Linked DNA regions of Zea mays: region 1 is linked to region 2. A link is a contact called in public Hi-C data. All regions are on one chromosome and are shown on one strand. The core of a region is the stretch at or near the end of the contact, and the rest is flanking DNA. Distances in the headings are between cores, read along the strand shown. Region 1 has its middle 33 kb from the start of LOC100383692. Region 2 has its middle 31 kb from the start of LOC100277225.

Evidence for each region. A called contact is a pair of places that touch in the nucleus more often than the background predicts.
Region 1: a contact with region 2 is called in a Hi-C map of leaf, with 6 times the contacts expected there. The contact joins two enhancer-like sites. A contact is called at or near these places in 3 of 25 Hi-C or Micro-C datasets (ear, leaf and an unstated tissue).

Annotation. Positions count from the first base shown.
Region 1 is chr7:129,539,448-129,544,855 of Zm-B73-REFERENCE-NAM-5.0, reverse strand. No RefSeq gene overlaps it. Among protein-coding and RNA genes, the nearest start is that of LOC100383692, 33 kb to the left of the region's middle. Within about 2 kb of position 3,580, at least 18 of the 20 cell types and tissues checked have an H3K27ac peak or open chromatin away from gene starts, as enhancers often do. A contact at or near this core is called in ear and leaf, where this site is marked.
Region 2 is chr7:129,288,554-129,294,083 of Zm-B73-REFERENCE-NAM-5.0, reverse strand. No RefSeq gene overlaps it. Among protein-coding and RNA genes, the nearest start is that of LOC100277225, 31 kb to the right of the region's middle. Within about 2 kb of position 1,918, at least 16 of the 20 cell types and tissues checked have an H3K27ac peak or open chromatin away from gene starts, as enhancers often do. A contact at or near this core is called in ear and leaf, where this site is marked.

The DNA.
Region 1 (5,408 bases), core at 2,331-4,830, 250 kb before region 2:
CGTCCGCGCCACCACCGCGGACTGTCCGGACCGCGGACCGTCCGGCCTTAGCGCCGGACTGTCCGCGCTGCTCAATTTGACTTCCAACAACATTTATATGTAGCATCTCATTCCAACATACTCTCTACTAGACAAAAGTTAGAGCATCTCCAAGAGACTACCTAAATAACTCGTCAAACCAAATTTTGGCTACTCAATATCAAAATAACTCTCCAACAGACTAGCTATCAGACTCGCCAAACTATCTGACTCTCCAAATTGGCTCTCTTACTAGCCTAATTTGGCTAGCTACCTAACTAGCCAAACTAGATAGATAGTCTGTTGGAGTGAGATGCTACATATATAGTGTAATCTTTATGAAAATGTAAATAAATAGTCAAATAGAGAGCCAAAAATGAAAAGTCTCTTGGAGGTGCTCTTAGTTTGGCTAGCTAAATTTGGCACGAGAGGAGGCCAATTTGGAGAGTCAGATGGTTTAGGCGAGTTGGATAGCTAGTCTGTTGGAGAGTTATTTTGTTGTTAAATAGACAAAAAATTGGCTTAACGAGTTATTTGGCTAGCCTCTTCTTTTTAATGCAATATGCAGTTCTCTTACCAGTTCTTTAAAAAAAATCCATCCATTTAGATGACCCCACACGAGGTACTATATTTGTTGCTAAACATTATTCGACTGGTAAGTGATAACACAGGGGTGATTATGATTTGTAAATCTCTCCCCGGCCCCTTGTAGTATTTTGCATGAGAAACGTAATGTGCTTTCCAAACTCAAGACTCATGTGAGCCCCAAATAAATTAATACGTACCACTGCAACACTGGTTCACTTTTTACTAAGTGTGATGCCACCCTTTGATCTCGATCTGTCGACTTTCGTTCACGAACTATGCATAGTTTGGCGTGCAATTAAAGCGGTTCCAAATGAAAAGATTGAACTACTGAGTTTTAGATCTTTCAAAGCGTTCGTTTGTGAATTGTGATGCGTGTTCATAGACGTAGGTTTACATTTGTGTACATGAAGAACACGCATGCAACTATGTACACCGCTTTTCTTTAGAAACAACAGTGTGTGATAGATGCGCATGCACTAAACCCTCATCACCTGCAAGGCTGCATGCAATTCCATGAAGAAGACGCAGCATGCACACGCAGGGTGATATAGAAGTGAAGGCGTTACACTGGACACAATGAATGGAGATCGATCGGGCTGGTTGTTGCCCCGAGACGACGCACTGTAGCTAGGTCGAGTGTGCATGCATGCGCACTGCTGGCTCAGACCGATCGATCGATATGACTTGATGCGCGAGCTGGGCACAGTACGTCCTCGACGAGACCATAGCGATGCAATACTGCATGCGCGCTACTGCAGCAACACGAGACACGGGCTAGCCGCGCGAACGGCTGGCACGGTGGCACTGCTACGAGAGAATTTAAGATCATCAGTAGAAAAGAACTCTAATTGTGTGTTGTTAATTTTTTTTACGGGCAGTTTTGGTTACAACGCGCTAGTGGACCCGACTAGACAACCGTTAGTTAACTATTTTAATTGGTGGTTTTCTTAACATAATCGCCATTTTTACTGGCCTCTAGCTAGTACTGGCAGTACGTACCGAAAAATGTAAGTGGAAATAGCTCTAAAACTACTGCAATATATTTTCTGTGTACTAATGGATACGATAAAAAGAGTGTTTGTTTGAGATTATAATCTGATCAAATTATATAATCTATAACTTTTAAACTAAATGTTAAATTGTTTAATTATATAATTCAGGTAGATTATAATTCTAAACAAAGCGGGGCCGCCGACCGTCGCACGTCGAAAAACATCTCGTATCCGTCGATATCTCTACACTCTAGCTCCAAGAAAATCTACCTTCTCCAGCTTTACGACAAGCTGGGCAGTATATTCTTCTATATACTCGAGTTGTTGAGTGACGTCTACACGTACGGTGGTCGATGTATTCTCGATGAACTAGTAACGCATGGGCAGCCACCTCTTATCAAAGGAAAAAAAAAAAAACGCATGGGTAGCCACGTGACCAAACATACTACTGTACTGTGCCAAACCGCCAGACAAAAAGCAAACTGTGAGTACGTACATCGGTACATGTACATGCATCGGGTGAGCACAGGAACTGATGATTCATGGGTGGTTTTTGAATACGTGCAGTTACATGCTCGCTAGAATCCAAGATCGCAAATGGTTTTTTAGTATATCGCTGCTTTGTCGAGACACATACGTACGTACACGTACATGCATGCTTTGCTAGCCTGTACGTGTCGACAAATCAGCGCGGTCGACGCCGGCACAAAACAGCAAAACGTATGGAACGGCTAGCTAGCCGTTGCGTATGCACACTTGAGGCGTCTGACGATGGCCACATATAAGGGCAACTCTCTGTATTCTTTGTAGTAGCAAAGTTTTCTTCGATGGTTTTTTTACATTGATTATTGATATATATATATATATATATATATATATATATATATATATATATATATATATATATATAGGTATATCTTCTATTAAAATTTTCTTTAACTAAAGATAGAAAACGAAAATAAGAACAATTTTTATAACATAAATAATATATAGAAAATCTATTCTATTAAAGGAAAGAAAGATATAGAAAATAATAATGATTTAAATTTACAAAGAGTGTCAGAGATGCTTTATTGCAACTGCTGTGGGTCTCAGTGTCTCACGTCACATGCCTGTTGCATGCATGCAATGCAGCACGAGCCAGTAGTAGTAGACTAGTAGTCAGCTAGTGAGCACACGGCGCCACGCAGTCCAACAGTGCACACGCTAGCCGGAGTGGGCAGTCCGTGTACATGCATGCTTGCTCGGCCGGGCCAATGCAACTCAAGTTCCATTCATGCTACACGGTGGCGTACTATACCAAAACAGTTACATCTCAAATTTTGTATTTCCTCCTTTTCTTTTTAGTTGTCGCTTGATAGTTTAATTTTACACTATCCAGCGATAAATAAAACAAAACGGAAGGAGTACGGTCGTGGAATGGTTGCACAGAGATTGTGTTACTTAGTACTTACCTATAATCACAATTCACATAAATGCATGGTAAATTTTCGATTCACTGTGTACCAGGGAGTCTCGCAGACGTGTGGGATTGAGAGTCTACAAGCTTCACAAAGGAAAGGAAGCTGCATGTTATATTTTTTTGTCCCATCACACACACATACATATAATAATAATAATAATATATACTATATACAAGCAAGTACCGTACGTGCATGCATGTGTGCGAATCATGGGCAGCTCGATTCGCGATCGCCGAGACGCCGAAGCAACCTGACGCCCACATCGTCGTCGTTGCAGACATATATATATATATATATATATAGATCGCTTTTAGTAGTACGGAAAAGGGGCGGCAGCAGCAGCGGATGGATCGATCGGTGGATCACAATCGACGAAAGGAGAAGAGTATAATGCACAAACACACAAAAAAGCAGCGTCGTTTTCCTACTCCAAAAGGATTCAGCGAGAAGCCTTGGCCGGACATGTGCACGCACGCATGGTCTCATGGCGGCTCGGCGTCCGTACGTGCATGCTGCCACGCCGGCCTAGTTTATTGGGGATGGGCCGGGTCCGGGGCCGGGATGGGCGAGGAGTGACAAGATAAAGAGTACTACTAAGAAAGTATACCCCATACATGCATATTCAATTTGTCTGCTGCTTTGCGGCTGCATCTATCGTCCGATCCACACATGCGAGCCTCAACCTCAGCTCTCAGCTAATCACTAAAAAAATCCGGTTCTTTGTCGATTGGTTGTTGGCTTTTTGTCGAGTACAATTTATCATGCACTCGACAAAGCATGCTTTACTGAGTGTCACGCTCGATAAAATAAGACTATCATATCGGCACATACATTGTTTATCGATGGCGAAATAATTGGCGTAGAAAGACACTCGGCAAAGAAGACTTTGCCGAGTGTCAAACCCTCGGCGAAAACGCGACCATCGGCAAAAGAACTCAGTAGTCGTCTATAGTTGACGGCCGTTAACTTCGCCGAGTGTCAGCTGTTCATACTCGGCAAAATATCTTTTTTGTCGAGTGTCACCTGAAAAACACTCTGCAAATCAATATTTTGTCGAGTGTTTTCCGTGACACTCGATAAAGTATATTTGTTTTTTTATTTTCCCCATTTTTGTGTGTTTGTACAGTATATAGATATATATGTTCTATTTTTTGCACAATTATCAAAGTGTTTGTTGTAACTATTAGATTTAGTTCGTTTAATTTAATTTATTCGAATAATTCAGATTTGAACTATAAATCACTCGATAAATAGAAAACAGTGAATGCAAAAATGATATTCATTTATTATTTAGCATAAGTTATAGACTATTTCAGAAACAGATTGGAATTTTCGAGCTTGTTTGGCTGGCTGACAGCCGCAACTGCTGTAACAGCTGTAATCCATAATGATAAAATACTATTGAAGCCGGCCGAGCCACAGTCGGATCAAAGGCCCAGTAAGCCGCAGCAAATAAGCTAATGCGCAGGGGAAGAAAAGAAAGAGTCATCGCCGTCCATGATGCCTTCACGCGCGCGCACACAAGCGCTAATGATTGTTCGGAGACGAACGGGGTTGGCATGCAGAGAACGGCAGCTACTAGCGGCGCACACCGGGAGATCGTACGTCTCTCTTTGTTGGCTTTATTCTCGAGAGAGATCCTGCCAAAGCCCAAGGAGATCTCGATCGTACGTCGTTGTCCAGGCCATACTTGGCTTCCCGTAAATTAAAGGTCGAGATCGAACTCTATAGCTTTCAGCAAACACTTGCTAGATATATATATATATATAGTACTCCTGTATTTTTTTTAAAAAAAAGGTAGGTAAGTACTCCTGTTCGAATTACATTGCATGTGGAGCCTCATCTTTTGTGCATGCACTTCTGTTTCCTGATGGCACTGTACGCATTACCTGTCACGGACGATGGTGGCCTGCCTGCTGGCGGCCGGCTGAATAATAATGGTGATATGGCCGGCATGTGTTCAGAGTGGTGTTGAAGCAACAAGTCGGACGGCCATGCTTTCTCGGCGGCCTGTGTACGTACGTGGTCCTGCCGCCAGTTCAGTGTGTGCTGCCCATGCATGCATGATCGATGATGACATTCAGTTGCATTTGGCATAGCCGGTTTTCACTATTCCTGTACAGATCGACACATATATCTATATATACTTTTGCGGCGACATTTTCTGTGCACATATGTAGCACATGCATGGCATGTAACCCTTGGAATGGATTCAAGGCAGAAAGGAACAAGACATAGCTTTGTCACATATGTATGTCGTCATTGCATGCTAATCGATTATCTTCTCTTCTGTATATCAGTATTTGTATATAGCTTGGAATTTCCACCCATACTAAGGCCATGTTTG
Region 2 (5,530 bases), core at 669-3,168:
GTCTCCTTGGTGCAGAACACAGAGGATCGCATCGATTGGATCTACAACGCCTCCGGTGAATATTCTGCAGCCTCTGCTTACCGGATTCAATTCATGGGTCACACTTGTTCCAATCTCAAAGCCCTTATTTGGAAGCCATGGGGGCCATCGAAATGCAAACTATTCGCTTGGCTTATCATCCGCAACCGGGTTTGGACCTCTGATAGGCTCGCAGCTCGTGGATGGCCGCACAGTCCTTCTTGTCCGCTTTGCAAGCGGCACCCTGAGACAGCTCATCACATTATTGTTGGTTGCCGCTACTCGAGGAGAATTTGGGACGCCCTAGCATCTTGGCTCTCCATTGGCCCTTTAGCTCCAGCTACCTGGCCGGACTCTACTTCTATCAAGCAGTGGTGGTTTATGGTCGGCTCAGTCGCTGTGCCCAAAAAGGGAACGCGCTCCCTGCTCCTACTGGTGGTCTAGCACATTTGGCTGGAAAGGAACAACCGCACCTTCCAAAGGCAAGAGAGGTCAGTGGCAGATCTGCTAGCAGCAATTAAGGCAGAGGCAAGGCTGTGGGGTGTCGCAGGTGCTAAGCACCTTCTTGCGCTTTTACCTATGCTGTAATTACGTAACCTCTATGTACCCTTCCTGCGGTGTCTCTTGGGCACTGCTTCACTCTCTTCTTTATTAATAGAAACGTGCACAATCTCGTGCCGTTCGTTCAAAAAAAAATTAAGCTTTGATATGAGCGCTGCTACCCATACGAGTCCAATGATAGACTCATTTATGACTAGGATCATCTAATGGCTCATGATTTATTAGTTCAGAATAAGAGGGAACCATAGTCGTAGATTAATGTTTATTGTGCTCTGGTCGTAGGTTGTACGATGAAGCATTTCTGCTTTGATATTTATTAGAATTTCTGCATATGATGGGTCTAAGGGCTTGTTTGGGAGGAGGGGAATATTGGATGCTCCCAAACATGACGAACTAGGCCATATAAATTCTAACATGTTGTAGATGACAATTTAGGTTCCAGACGACAATTTAGTTTTTGACTTGCTCATTCTTATATTTGCCCATGTAGATCAATCTATGGATATCTTGGCCCTCATAAACTTGTATAGTAGTTAGTTGACGAGTTCATTCACCAATGAAGGCTGAACCAAAATCTAACGGCTCAGTTTTATCTTTTTAAAGACCGTACCGCCCGGTCTTAAATTTTTTATCATAGAAGTTTCAAAATGGTCGAGAACCCAAACCCGGCCGGTTTCTCGGTCTGACTCTGAATGCACACCCTAGACTAGAGAAGACGACGAATGGCTCCTTGGATCAGCTGGGAACAGATGTACCAAAGTCGCCTCATCATCGTCTCTACTACCAGATTTTTGCTGAAGGCCAAAAATTCAGAAAGAATCTTTGCTCCTGACGTAGCAAACGAGCATGCAAGTGCGTGCCAATCCTACTTCAGTTCAGTTCCTACCGAGACACGCACGTCGTCCCCGGTCACTTCCACATCTCATTTCCCCTTCTTTTCCCTATCATCAGTTTATCAGTGACCACCAGTGCAGTGAGTGACCAAAAGACGGCCGGCCAGCCAGTTGCTGCAACGCTACCCTCCTCTCCTTTCCTTTGTCGAGTCTCCCTTTTCAGACGATTGCCACCGGCGCATGTGCCCCCATCGCCCTCACGCCGTAGTGGTGGCTCAGCCTCTCTCGGCATGTCAGAGCCCTAGCCCAACAGAGATTAATGAAACAAAAAGAGACGGGGCCGGGCGGGAAAAGACGGAGACGGGGGGAGGCAGAGGAAAGAGAAGTGGCATCTCAGCCTTCTCTTCTCAGACTCTGGGTGAAAGAAAGAACCCTACAAAGCTAGGGTCCTGTAGTACTCCTTGAGTCCTCGTCCCTTGCAACGCAAAAGAATAGAAAGCAGGAAAGAGGAAAGGCTAGATGGGTTGTCTCACTAGGGACACAGGACAAAAGGAGCCCCTCTACTGGCAGGAGAGAGAGCATGGCAACTTTCCTTGGGCCTTTTTCATTTGCTTCAATGATAAGTCATATTTGTTAGCTACCATTAATTTTTTTTGTTATTGTTCCAACCAAGAGTTACACCATACTATATTATATGTTGTTCCAATCAACAGCTCCAATATAATAAACCAATGGTGTTCAAATGTAATTAGTGATTATCAATAAGATAATCGGTTTTGGTTGAGTATGTGGAGTATTCAATGCCTGAGTGGATGGGGCAACTTGTATTGTAGTATATAGGTAGCGGTGACAATATGCTCTAAATTTTACACTATAAGATTTAAGTATCGGATCTGATTAGGATCGGGTCCTATTTCTATTTATTTTTGAACTAAAACTTATTTAGTACCCTACCATTTTGTAAAGAAGCATTTGAATCACGATCCATTACTACCCCTATATATAGGTGTGAACCACAGAGGCGGTGATCAACAACAAATATGAAGTTAAGCAGACTCATGCCGATGGACTGACAACGATAAAGGACGAACATCAAAGCTTAGACTGAGTGACTAGAGAAGACGAAAGAATGATCATGATAGCTAACACAAACACTGATAAGTGCAACAATACGTGGAAGAGTAGACCATGTTGATTAAGTCAAGATGATTTGACGGTTTGGGCCTCAAAACTATCAGGCAGATGGTTATTTGGGTTTGGATCTCAAAACATAAGTGAAGTTTTGGTGGGAACTAGAGCCAACACACGACGTTATTATGAAGTTTGCATCAATATTAATCAAAGTCGTGAAACAGCTCGTGGTCGTTAGATCTATAGATCTTGAGTTGGACCATACGCCTTTGGATCAAGTGTTTTGACTCTGATTATCTAGAGAAAAGTTGTCAATGTATAATAGCTCTATAATAATGGGGAGTCTAATCCAACCAATCTGATATTTCAAGCATATCATTTCTTTTATCGTTGTTAGGTTGTATCCTTCTTCTAGACTCATGAGTGAGATCCATAGATCTAATCTGAAATTTGTAATTTTGCCATCTGTGTAAACTTTAGCAAAGTGTTTAACCTCTGTGAGGTTGGAATAAAAGCTTTGGTCTTTAGACCAATTTTGCTAAGATGTCGTTCTTTAATACCGAATGGCGCAGTATAAATTCTGAATGATCTGGTAAAGACCTTGTAATTTTGAGCTGATTTCTTGTGAACATCTTCTCTGTAGTGTTGCGAGTTTATTGTTCAAATTTAATAATTTTTGGGTTAATGTGATCGTGCGAGGATCAAATAAAAAAAAATAAGGCAAGATGGCTTTAAGTAAAATTTGTTGGCTCTCTCATTTACCTCCTCCTTGTCGCCATTATCACGGGATGTATTTTTCACATCATTCACCACACGGGTCCTACGCCTGAGTACAATGGAAAAAGGGTTTGAAGCTAGCCAGGAAAATTAAACCAAAAGGGGGAAGAAGGATTCGAAGCATCTGCCAAAAGCTATGCATGAATGGGGCACAATGGTACATCGCTTTTGCGTCGTGGGCTAATAATGCATGTTTCTTCGGATGAAAGTTATGCGCGCATGAATCATTCAGAAAGGTTGGTTGGATCTTCCCAGTTCCAACCGGAAGAGGACTTGAACGAGGGATGAGATGAGACCACAGTCCGTAGCTGTTACTGGTGCCGTAAGCACAAAATAATTGCGATGATCTGCAAGCTGATTTCGCCCCGTCTTTTCCCTCGGCAGGGGGTCGCTTCTCGCTTGCCACTTCAGTCTTCAGTGCTAATGCTACTCTACCCAGCTGTCTTTGTATCAACAGAACATATATGTCTTCGTATTTTATACACTATACTCAAACATAAATAGAATCAGTAGCAACGCATCTAACTATTGTTTCTTAAATCCTCGAAGTACTTTCAAAAAAAAATCTATATCTCATTGCGTCTTCTGGATTTCCGGGGTTTATTCATCTCATTTCAGCATTTCCTTGTGCAAACCAGCCCACTTCGATCTTGCGGCCCAGCTCAGTCGGCGCTCGCCTGCCCGACACCCGCGCCGCACCGGCCCGGCCGGCACTTCTCCTGATTCTTGGAGGCCAAATTGTTTAGGTCCTCGAACCCTGCATGCAAACCACAATTCTAAAACTTCTGCGTGATTGCGGACTTGCAGTGCAGTGCAGGTGCATCTCATCTCATCATATATATCTGGAGCAGCTTGGGGAGCTGGGAAGCCATGCATGCTGGTGCCTCCGCGCTTTCATTTCATATACTCCTACGTATCAAGCTATCAAACTGGGGGCCAGGGCGTTCCTGACTTTTTGGGGGCCTGAGGTGAAATTCATTATGGAGGTTCCATCCACCATGTATATACATTATATGTCTATATATATATAATTATAAACATAAATAATTAAACATTCAATAAAAAAACGTCTATGACACGCCTTAAAGTTTATAAGATGACAAATATAAATTAGAGCCATAACACTTACTTGTCACATGTCACATGATATCATGCTAAAAATTTCTTCTAACATTTTGTGATATAAAGTCGTCGATTATACCATTAAGATCAATATCATCCAACATCTTCTTCTCAATGCACAGAATTGTCAAACCATTTAATCTATCTTGAGTCATTGTTGATCTCAAATAGTTCTTCAATAATTTCAATTTTGAAAAGCTTCTCTCAGCTGATGCAACCGTCACAGGCATAGTAAATAATATTCGATAAGCGATTGAGACATTAGGATAGCAATCTAAATCTCTGACATGCTCGAATATCTCCATAGCAGACAATATGCCATCTGGAAGAGTAAATTTCAAAATCTTCAATTCAGAAATAAGATCATGTACCTCAACATCAGATGAACCATTATGAGAGAAAGTGTCTGCAAGTTTGGTGCAAGACTCTTTGTTGGAACTCGCTTTCAGTCGCAAGAAAGCCAACAGGGGTGAACAGTGTGGACAGTAGGGTTACGCGTGGGATGGCAAATAGCTCTATTGTCCAGGCCTCTCACGGGCACTGTGTGGGGGTATTTATAGGTACCCGAGCGCCCAGCGCCTAGTGTTAAGGACGCATGTGCCCTCAGCTACCTAGGCTATTCCCGGAATATTCCTATAAAGCGGGGTTACAGACTGTAATTACAGGGATACCTTTACAAATTAGGCCCGTAATACGCGGCGGCCACGCAGGGCCCGTTACAATGGGCCGGAACGCATGTGGGCCTCTGAGCTGGACGAGGCCGCACTGTGGAATGCCTTCGTCGCCGGTCTTCGTCTGGTGCCGATCGAAGCGAAGGGTGTCCGTGCCTGCTTTGTCTCTGTCAGAGCAGCGGCTAAGCAGCGGAGACTTCGAGCGAAGGGTGGAGTTTCTGCCTTCGCTCCAACATCTGCCCTCCGAGGGACCAGTTCGACAAAGTCACCTGGTGCCGAAGACGTCGCTAGATGGCGGAGACGCTGCCCTCGCTCGAAGTGGTTCCGCGGGGGTTTTTGATGTGACCGTTGATGGACCGCGTACTGTTGGATTGCGGGTTTCCCGAAGCGCCGCGCTCTGTCGGATTGCGGGTTTCC